Regions from separate parts of the Mus musculus genome. Here regions 1 and 2 are each linked to region 3. The links are chromatin contacts, called in public promoter capture Hi-C maps. All regions are on one chromosome and are shown on one strand. Each heading gives the region's core, a stretch centred on a gene start, on an enhancer-like site or on the middle of the called end of the contact. The rest is flanking DNA. Distances are from core to core; before and after follow the strand shown. Region 1 holds the start of 1700120K04Rik (RIKEN cDNA 1700120K04 gene). Region 2 holds the start of Prr14 (proline rich 14). Region 3 holds the start of Sez6l2 (seizure related 6 homolog like 2).

Region 1 (2,700 bases), core at 147-2,646, 650 kb after region 3:
ACTTACTTAGCCCCAGGCCTGGGCAGGGATTTGGCCTTCCAGTGGAGTTTCCTGTACCCTGGTGTAGCTTTTGTGTTGAAGACACTCTTGGGTGTGCACCCTATTCAGGTCAGGGACACTGCCACCTCATGGTCTGATTCAGGGGCATTTTTTTTTTTAGCCAGACTCTTTCCAATCTCCTCCTTTCCTCCCAAGTCCACTTTACCCTTTCTCACGCATCCTGGTGGTCCCTTGGGTACCTGGCCCTAGCCCTGCTTTCTTTCATCCTGGTGATCTTAATTGTGGAGGTGCAACTTGCCAGGAGGGAAGAAACAATCTAGCACTTGCAGGCATTCCAGGTAGAAGAGCTTTGCCCGTGCTCCAGCTAGCCTACACTGATCCTGCCTAAGCAGGGTCCTGAACGCCGGAGACAGGGTCTGCTGGAGCTGGGAGACGGCGCTGCAGATAGATGGCTACAGGAGCTTTTGGACTCACAGCCTCTGCTCTAGAGGTGTTGTGTATGGGCTGCTAATTGTTATGAATAAAATACCCAACCCTAGGCTGCAGAGAAGCCCGTCCATTTGGTCTAACCTGAGTCTCTGCGCTACACCTCACAAGCACTTCCCTGGCATGGTTGGAAGCTGGACACATTTGAGAAACCAGCCCAGCCCACCCTACAACCACTTGGGTTAGCAGCAATATATCTACAGACATGTTTACAAAGGGCCCCACCCCGCCGCCTCCACAATGGAAAAGTTGTTGATTATGGGTTGGCATTGGCCGAATGGATAACAGCCTTTGTGGGTTGCATACTGGGATATGTAGTCCTTTACCTCTAAGGGCCAAGTTTACCTGTTGTGACCACATTTCAGTCTTATTTGTAGGCTTTTTATCCACCCGTACTCTGCGAACACAGACCATGAACAACTCAGCAGGGTGGGTTTTCATTGTAGCTTGGGCCATTAGCTGGACCCTTGGAAACAGTTTGCTCAAACATGGAGGGCTGTCTCTGGGTTCAGAGTGGTGTTGGTGGCTCTCCCGGTGGCGCTTTTACGGATTAGCTACGTGGCCTGCGCTAAGCGAAGGTGAGGTGGGTGTGGGAACAGCAGTCATAGCCATGGTTGTGGCCTCGGGCTTAGCCACAGTAGTACCTTCTCTAGGCTCTTCAGCCTTCTCCGCAGACTTGCCTTCGTGAGGACTCCGGGCCCCTTCTGCTATCTGACTGCGCCTAGTTTCTGTGACGCCGCAGTGGCTGAACCAAGTGGGACTGGAGACTGAGATGCGAGCTACGGTGACCTCCGGTGTGGAGCTGGCAGTGACTGGGACGCTCGCAGAAGCACGAGTAGCTGCAGGGGAAGCACGAGTAGCCATAGGAGATGACATTGGGCCACCATGAAAGCCACCCCGGCTAGAATGCTGGGGGTGGGGGGAGTGGGGGAAAGCAGGATATTGCATCATAGAGACTAGACAGAGCTAGAACTGAGCTAGTAGTCTTAGGAGGCCTGTGCACTGGGGCATCAGTCAGTTCTCTGTCCAACATAATCCTCCTAAGTAATGGACCCCATTCCTTTAGAGGTGAGTCCTCAAATGGATGGGTTGGGAGTACTCAGAGCTCCATGTGGGCAGTAAGGCCTAACAGTAACACAAAGCAGACCTTTTCCCTCATGTTAAGCTCAAGCTGAATGGGCTAAAAGTCCCAGGATCCTCGTGCCTGGAGTGTGCAGTCTTTGCAGAGCCATGAAAACAAGCCATTGGTCTGTCACTGGTGCAAATTTGTGTGCTTTCTTCTCTCAAGTCAGAGATCGATCGATTGATCGATTGCAGAACCCTCCCCTGGCCACCACCGAGCAGGATGTGTTCCTGTTTGAGCTGGAGCTAGGGCAACTGCCTCTGAGCGCACTGATGGGGACTTCTCTCAGAACTTACCCCAGGCCCTAGCTGCTACATTCCTCGGCTTGAATCGTGCTGTCTTCTGATCTCTTCCTTCAACTGTAACCACGCTCCCCTTTGCACTTTGCCTTTCTCTGAGGTCCATCCAGAGACAACGGAACAGTAAAGCTATACCTACAGTTCCCTCCCAAGCTCCAGGCCTGAAAACCACTGTTTAAGGAGGGCAAGAGATGGTGCCACTCTCTCTCAGCACTCCTTAGACTCTGGCCTGTGTTCTGTGACTGCACCTCCATCGGTCCCTTATTCGATAACGAAGTGGTCCTCAGCCTTCCAAAATGTTACAACCCTTTAATATAGTTCCTCGTGCTATGGTGACCCTAACCATAAAATTATTTTGTTGTTATTTCATAACTTATTTTGTTAATGTTATGTGTTTTCTTAGGGTATTAGGCAGTCCCTATTAAGTTTGTCTGGCCTGCTCTAAGCCAACCCCAACTATTTGATAATCTATCCCCACCCCACTCCTGACTTCTATATAGAGGATCCCTTATTTTTTATTTTTTTGAGACACGGTTTCTCTGTGTAGCCCTGGCTGTTCTGGAACTCACTCTGTAGTTCAGGCTACCCTCAAACTCAGATATCCACCTGCCTCTGCCTCCCAAGTGCTGGGATTAAAGGTGTGCACTGCCACTGCCTGGCGGGGATCCCTTATTCTTGAGACCCCGTCCTCTGTAGTTACTTCCAAGTGTCATCCAGCCTACTATAGGAGTCATGACCTCTGGCCTTTAAATCAGGTATTGCTCTGGTCCTCCTCTTATTGGAGTCCTTAGT
Region 2 (2,700 bases), core at 85-2,584, 520 kb after region 3:
CTCTCCAGCATTAGGATCGACTGCTTATCTCTTATTCCAAAAGACTACCTGACACCCTGCAGAGGACAGGCTCCTCTTCCAAGAGTTACTTCTGCCAGCCCAGAACAGGAAGGACAATGAACCGGCTCCACCAAGCAACCCCAGGTTGGTTATATTAGTCGCCTTCTGAGTGGCCTGCAGACACTACCTAGGAAGAAAGGAGGGGGGGGGGGGAGGAGAGAGAGAAATGCTAGTGAATGAAGCTCACCGCACCCAGCCTTCTCCCCACTTAGGCTGTTCCTGGTCTCTCCAGAAACTGAATTGGAAGCTAGAGGCCACATCAGGCCTACTCTTTAACTTGGGATCTTCAGGTTTTCCGTCCCGCCGTCCCGACTTCCGGAACTTCAATCCTAAGGAACTTAAACCTAAGAAAATGGGAAATTCCCAAATCCTTAACATTTAATCGATATTCACCGGCGTTAAGAACAAGAAAAATTACGTTAGGTGGAGAAACTTTAGCTTTCCTACACTTGTCCAAATATAACAAGAAACGTGATATAGTAGTTGGTCGCTGACCAGCCTTTGAAAAATGACGCTTTTCGGTCGACTAGTGCTAAAATCAGACTGCCCTCAATTAAAATGGCGGTGCAGGCACAATTGAGCTTCTTTGCCCCTACGTATTATGGCGGGCAGGAGATTTCACGCAGTTTCTCCTAACCCCGGAAGACCGGAACCGGCAATTGGGCGGTGCTTAAGACACACAGAAGAAGGCCTCTGACGGTTGGACAGCGCTGCATAAGGCAGGCTTTAAAGAAGCCGGAGGTGGGAGCTGTTTGAAACCCGGATCCTTGGAAAGCTGCGGTGAGAGGCGTAGGGGAGGGGTGGGAGTGGGGGGGACCGGGCTGGAGAGAGGGCCGGGAGGCGGGGGGAGAAGAAAACGTTTGAGCCAACTGGTCCGGGGCGCCCGAGAACGCGGGGCGGGGATCCAAGTAGGGCGGGGGCTTGGGGTGGGATGTTACCGGTGGGCTGGACCTTCTGGGATTGGAGTGAATGGTCTACCGGTTGGTTTGACAGTTTATAACCCAGAATCCGGACTGAGTTCAGTGATGAGTTTAGGCCTCCCCCAAGGGGAACTTCGTTAAGCTGAAGCTCTCAGTGGGAGGAGGCAAGTTGCGCGGCTTCTGATTGGAAGAACCGCGCAGTAGGATTCTTTCCACAGAGATCCAATTTAGGCGATCTGGTAGGAGGGAGGGCTGTTACTAAGTGGAGTAATTCTTTTGGAGCTCTTGCTTGGTGGGGCGAGGACCACAGAGGAATCTAGCGGAAACGGAAGCCTCTCGGGACCGGGATCCCACCGGATCCCAGAGAACCTCAGGGAGGCATCTAACAGGGACAAAGGTCCCAGGAGGCTCGAGCGGTGGGAGAGCTGTAACCTCCGCAATCCAGTCTCGCGGCAGGTGCCAGGCAGGGCCCGAGTGATCAAGGCGGCTGCAGCGGGAAGACCCGGCTCCGAGAGGCCGGCCGGGGGCGCCCTTTGGAGGAAGGGCCTGTGCCCTACCGGGAGCCGCAGGCGGACTATGAAGGGCGGAGTCCCGGGGGAGGAACTGGCCCTCATTCCCCACTCCCCCGCTCCCCAATTTACCCCAGGCCTCAGCCTGGGATACCCCAGGGACTCCCCGGAACCGCCGCTTCCCCCATGGACTTGCCTGGGAACTCCAGGTGAGAGCGTACCCCGCCCGCCTGACTTGAGCTCGGGAGACGGGGATGCTGACGGCTGCACCCGACTACAACAGAGGCAACAACAGGTTCAGGCAACTGTCTTCTACTTTCACCCTCCAGCCCTTTTACACAGCCAAGCCTGTGCCGTCAGCCTCTATCTCGAGCATCATGGGAAGCCAGGAGCCCGAAAAGACCGAGGCTGCAGCCTTTGGGGACCCCTTCATCCCTAGAAAAGGCCTCTCGGAGGGTCCTTGCCGTGGTGTTGGAAGATGTCATGACTACAAACAGGGTGAGCCCTTTAAGTGAAAGACCACTCCCTCTTCCCTATCCTCCATCCCCGCCCTGGCTTAGTACTAAAGTCAGACCAGTTCCACTAAGCCAGCCTTCAAAGCAGCCTCCATAATGCAAGACCATATGGTTTTGGGTAATTCATGTGCCTGTCCAGTCACCCACTCACCCAACCACATCCTACTAAGTATGAAAAACTCTTCTGACTGCCCTGTTATCGCTATCCTTTGCTACTTGGTGGGTTCTTCCATCCTCCCAACCCCCTAACACTAGTTAAGAAAGAAAAAGAATAGAGAGGAAAGAGATCTCCGAATAAAGGCAAGGGAGGGAATGGGGCGATGGTAGGCTACTTTCTGCTGATTAGGGGTGTCGAGTTCCTTGGGGCAGGTTTGATCTTCGCCATCAGGATATCTACTTTCTTCTTGTGAATAATAACAAACATCCAATCAATAACCAACCCATTCCTTGGGGGCCTTAACATGAAAAGTCCCCAGAATTCCAAAAGTCATACAATTGCAGAACCTGTCTGTAGCTGGCAAAATTATGCCCCTGCTGGAGGCAAATCTTAGTAAGTTGCTATGGACAATCTAAAGCAGTCCCATATCCCACACCTGGGAGTAAAACAAAAACATGATATTTTCGTGCTTTTTAAAAAAGAAACCAAAGCCGGGCAGTGGTGGTGCAAGCCTTTAATCCCAGCACTTGGGAGGCAGA
Region 3 (2,700 bases), core at 50-2,549:
CTTGTTCTCTCTTCCTTCTGTGGTTCCTCTCTCCTTTCCCCTTCCCGCAGTCTCCTCTTCCTTTCCTCTCTCCACCCTCAGTCTCCCAGTCTCAGCTGGTTTCTCCTCCCTCCACTCCAGCCCCCCTTTCCTTATCGACCCCTTCTTTTTCTTCTAGCTTCCCCTGACAACAGCGGTTCCTACTCCACCTGGCCCGCAGCCCCACTCTATAGCGGCTCTTTCTCTTTCCTCTCTCCTTGACCTGTCTTCTCCCTCGAAAGGGTCGGGTCTGTCCTCTCCGATTCCCGACCTCCTACACACCCCTTCTTGGGCGCCCACTCACCCTGACGTCACTCCTTCCCGCAACCCTCTCTGTTTAGCTACCCAGGACCCCTCCCAGAGGCAGCCGCAGCCCAGCCCTGCAAGGGGGGTGGGGGGAGACTTCTCTCTGGATTTGCCGCTCCAGACCCCCTCCCCCAGCCCTGACCGAGCGCCACGTGGGGTACAGGGACACAGTGCCAACCTCTAGCCGCCCCGCAATGCGAAAAGAAGGGCAGGGCAGACTCGGGGGCGGGGCGAGAGCCCTGACCCGCTCGTGAGGCCGGTGCTCTGGAACTGCGAGTCCGGCCGTGGGCCTGCGGGTCCCTGGAGAGGTCGGCCTGTGACTCCCCTTTCCCCTGGCTTGGCTACGCCAGAGCCAGCACAGAGCAAGACGCGGGTTCGCGAAAGCGGCTTCAGCCAATCAGTGGCTTCAAGGCCGCCCGTGCAGGCGGGGCCGGGAGCTGTCCTCGCGCCCAGGTGCTGAAAGGGCACTCGCTTGCTCAGTGGCAGAGCCAGTAGATCACGGGTGGTAGCCGCTAGGCTGCAGGTCTCTGTCAGGTCGCCTGCTAGAGAAGGGAGTCTCAACACATACCCATCAGGCTCCTTACAAACCTGGATACTCCCCATTTTCCTGCGGGAGGGGCGAGCCCATCCCACCTGAGCTTCCATAAAGGGCATAGTGAAGGCCCGCGGGGAGGTCCGGGTGTGGACAGAGGACATACTGGACAGGCCAGGAAGACGTGAACCAAGCTGTGCCTACTCTTGACACCTTAGGAAGACCAGGTGCAGATACCAGATGTTCTGGAATGGCGCCGGGAGGGAACCTAATTACTACTGGGACCAGAGTTTCCTTCCTCTCCCCTAGGGGCCTCGGGAAGTGCAGTCCTGGCTCGGCATCCCTCCTTCCTCCATCTGCACTTCCTCCTCCTCCCTCGTCAGAGAATAAATCCCAGGCCCCTCCTTTCACCCGTCCCCAGGATCTGACGTGGGCTTGACACCTTTCTCAGCTTCTCCCTCCCGCAGCTCCAGTGGCCGAGCTTCAGCTTCCCTGGTTCCGCAACCCTTTCCCTCTTCCTCTCCGAGATAAGCCCCGGTTGAACCTCATAAGGGCCCTCTGGATCCTCAAGCCCACCCTGGACCCTCGGAAGCTGCCTTTCCCCTCCCACTTTCCCCGGCTATCTATCTATCCATCCCGATGGGCCCAAGCTCCCGAACAAGGGGATAACCTTCGGCCCTCTCGGCCCCACCCCCCGCAGCGGGAGCCGCGCCCCCCTTTGCCATAGATCGCAGAGCAAAGGATAAAGATTGAGCAAAAGGGGGCGGACTCCAAGCAACCTCTAGGCCAATTCTGCTTCTCCATCCCAAAGGAAGAAAATTTGCCTTCCTTTGCCGACCCTTAGCAGGAAAGCAAAATTAAAGGAAAAGATAAAAGGACGCAGAGGGAAAGTGACAGCGAGATTATTCAGAAGAGCCACAGAGGAGAGAAATTAGTGTGAGTCGCCATGGGGACTCCCAAGGCCCAGCACCCGCCGCCTTCCCAGCTGCTGCTCCTAATTCTGCTGAGCTGTGCCTGGATTGAGGGTAAGGACATGTGGGGGTGGGCCCTGGGAAGGTTCTCGCGGGTCTTCTACCTTCTTTCTCTGAAGATATTGAGTCTTCCGAGCTTGTGGGGGAGGGGAGGGGCACAGTTGACTGGGAAGGGGCAAGCCAAGGCTCTTTGACTGTTACACGGAGCCCTTGAACTCCTAATTTTAAGGAGATAGAGAAATGAATAAGAAGAGCATTTAGTTGTATCTTAGGGGTTAAAATTCGGGAAGAAGAGCTGAGGGAAGTTGGGTGGATTTCTGCGGAGGCGGTAGAAGCAGGCAGGGTACCTGGGTGGGAGATGGAGGTACTGGGAGAGATGCCAGGCGCTGTACACACAAATGTTCTTGGACATATGGACAAAGGCAGATGAACACAATCAGGGATATTCAATCCCTGACTCTACTCTGATCCCCAACCAGAGTCTAGAGAAGGCACAGAGGCTGCAAAGACTGCAGAGAGAGAGAGAGAGAGAGAGAGAGAGAGAGAGAGAGAGAGAGAGAGAGAGAGAGTCTGCAGAGGCAAAAACCCTGAGAGAAAGCTGGCACTGCGGAAGCAGTCTGGGAGATGCTGTCAGACTCTCCTCAGAGTTTAGGGATCAGGGGAGTATTTCACTGGGGAGGAATAGAAAGCAGTCCCAAAGCACACCCTGCTAGAGCTGTCCAGGGTTAGTACTAATTAAGGTTCTCACTGAAGGCCCAGAGACCAGGAGCTGGAACTCAGTGAGGGAGAGGGCAGATTGGAGCCACTCCTCTGATCTTGGCTCTCAACCCAGCCTGGGACTCCCTGAGTGTCCGATAAGATGTGCTCTGGGGA

What was found. Capture Hi-C pulls out chosen DNA fragments and counts their contacts.
Region 1: a contact with region 3 is called in a promoter capture Hi-C map of liver, with 4 times the contacts expected there. The contact joins the promoter of 1700120K04Rik here to the promoter of Sez6l2 in region 3. A contact is called at or near these places in 4 of 39 promoter capture datasets (the C10 cell line, liver and pre-B cells) and 1 of 9 other capture datasets (liver).
Region 2: a promoter capture Hi-C map of pancreatic islet shows a contact between it and region 3. The contact joins the promoter of Prr14 here to the promoter of Sez6l2 in region 3. A contact is called at or near these places in 1 of 39 promoter capture datasets (liver), 1 of 115 datasets of contacts at active chromatin or transcription factors (bone marrow-derived macrophages) and 2 of 9 other capture datasets (liver and pancreatic islet).

The regions. Positions count from the first base shown.
Region 1 is chr7:127,603,049-127,605,748 of GRCm38.p6, forward strand. 1700120K04Rik (RIKEN cDNA 1700120K04 gene) reads right to left here and starts at 1,397. Exons shown (of 1, transcript NR_027915.1): 1 at 855-1,397. It overlaps Rnf40 (ring finger protein 40), which reads left to right. Exons shown (of 20, transcript NM_172281.2): 20 at 1-557.
Region 2 is chr7:127,470,280-127,472,979 of GRCm38.p6, forward strand. Prr14 (proline rich 14) reads left to right here and starts at 1,335. Exons shown (of 11, transcript NM_145589.2): 1 at 1,335-1,698; 2 at 1,819-1,987. The coding sequence starts at 1,676.
Region 3 is chr7:126,949,236-126,951,935 of GRCm38.p6, forward strand. Sez6l2 (seizure related 6 homolog like 2) reads left to right here and starts at 1,300. Exons shown (of 18, transcript NM_144926.5): 1 at 1,300-1,881. The coding sequence starts at 1,803. It also overlaps a transcript of Asphd1 not described here.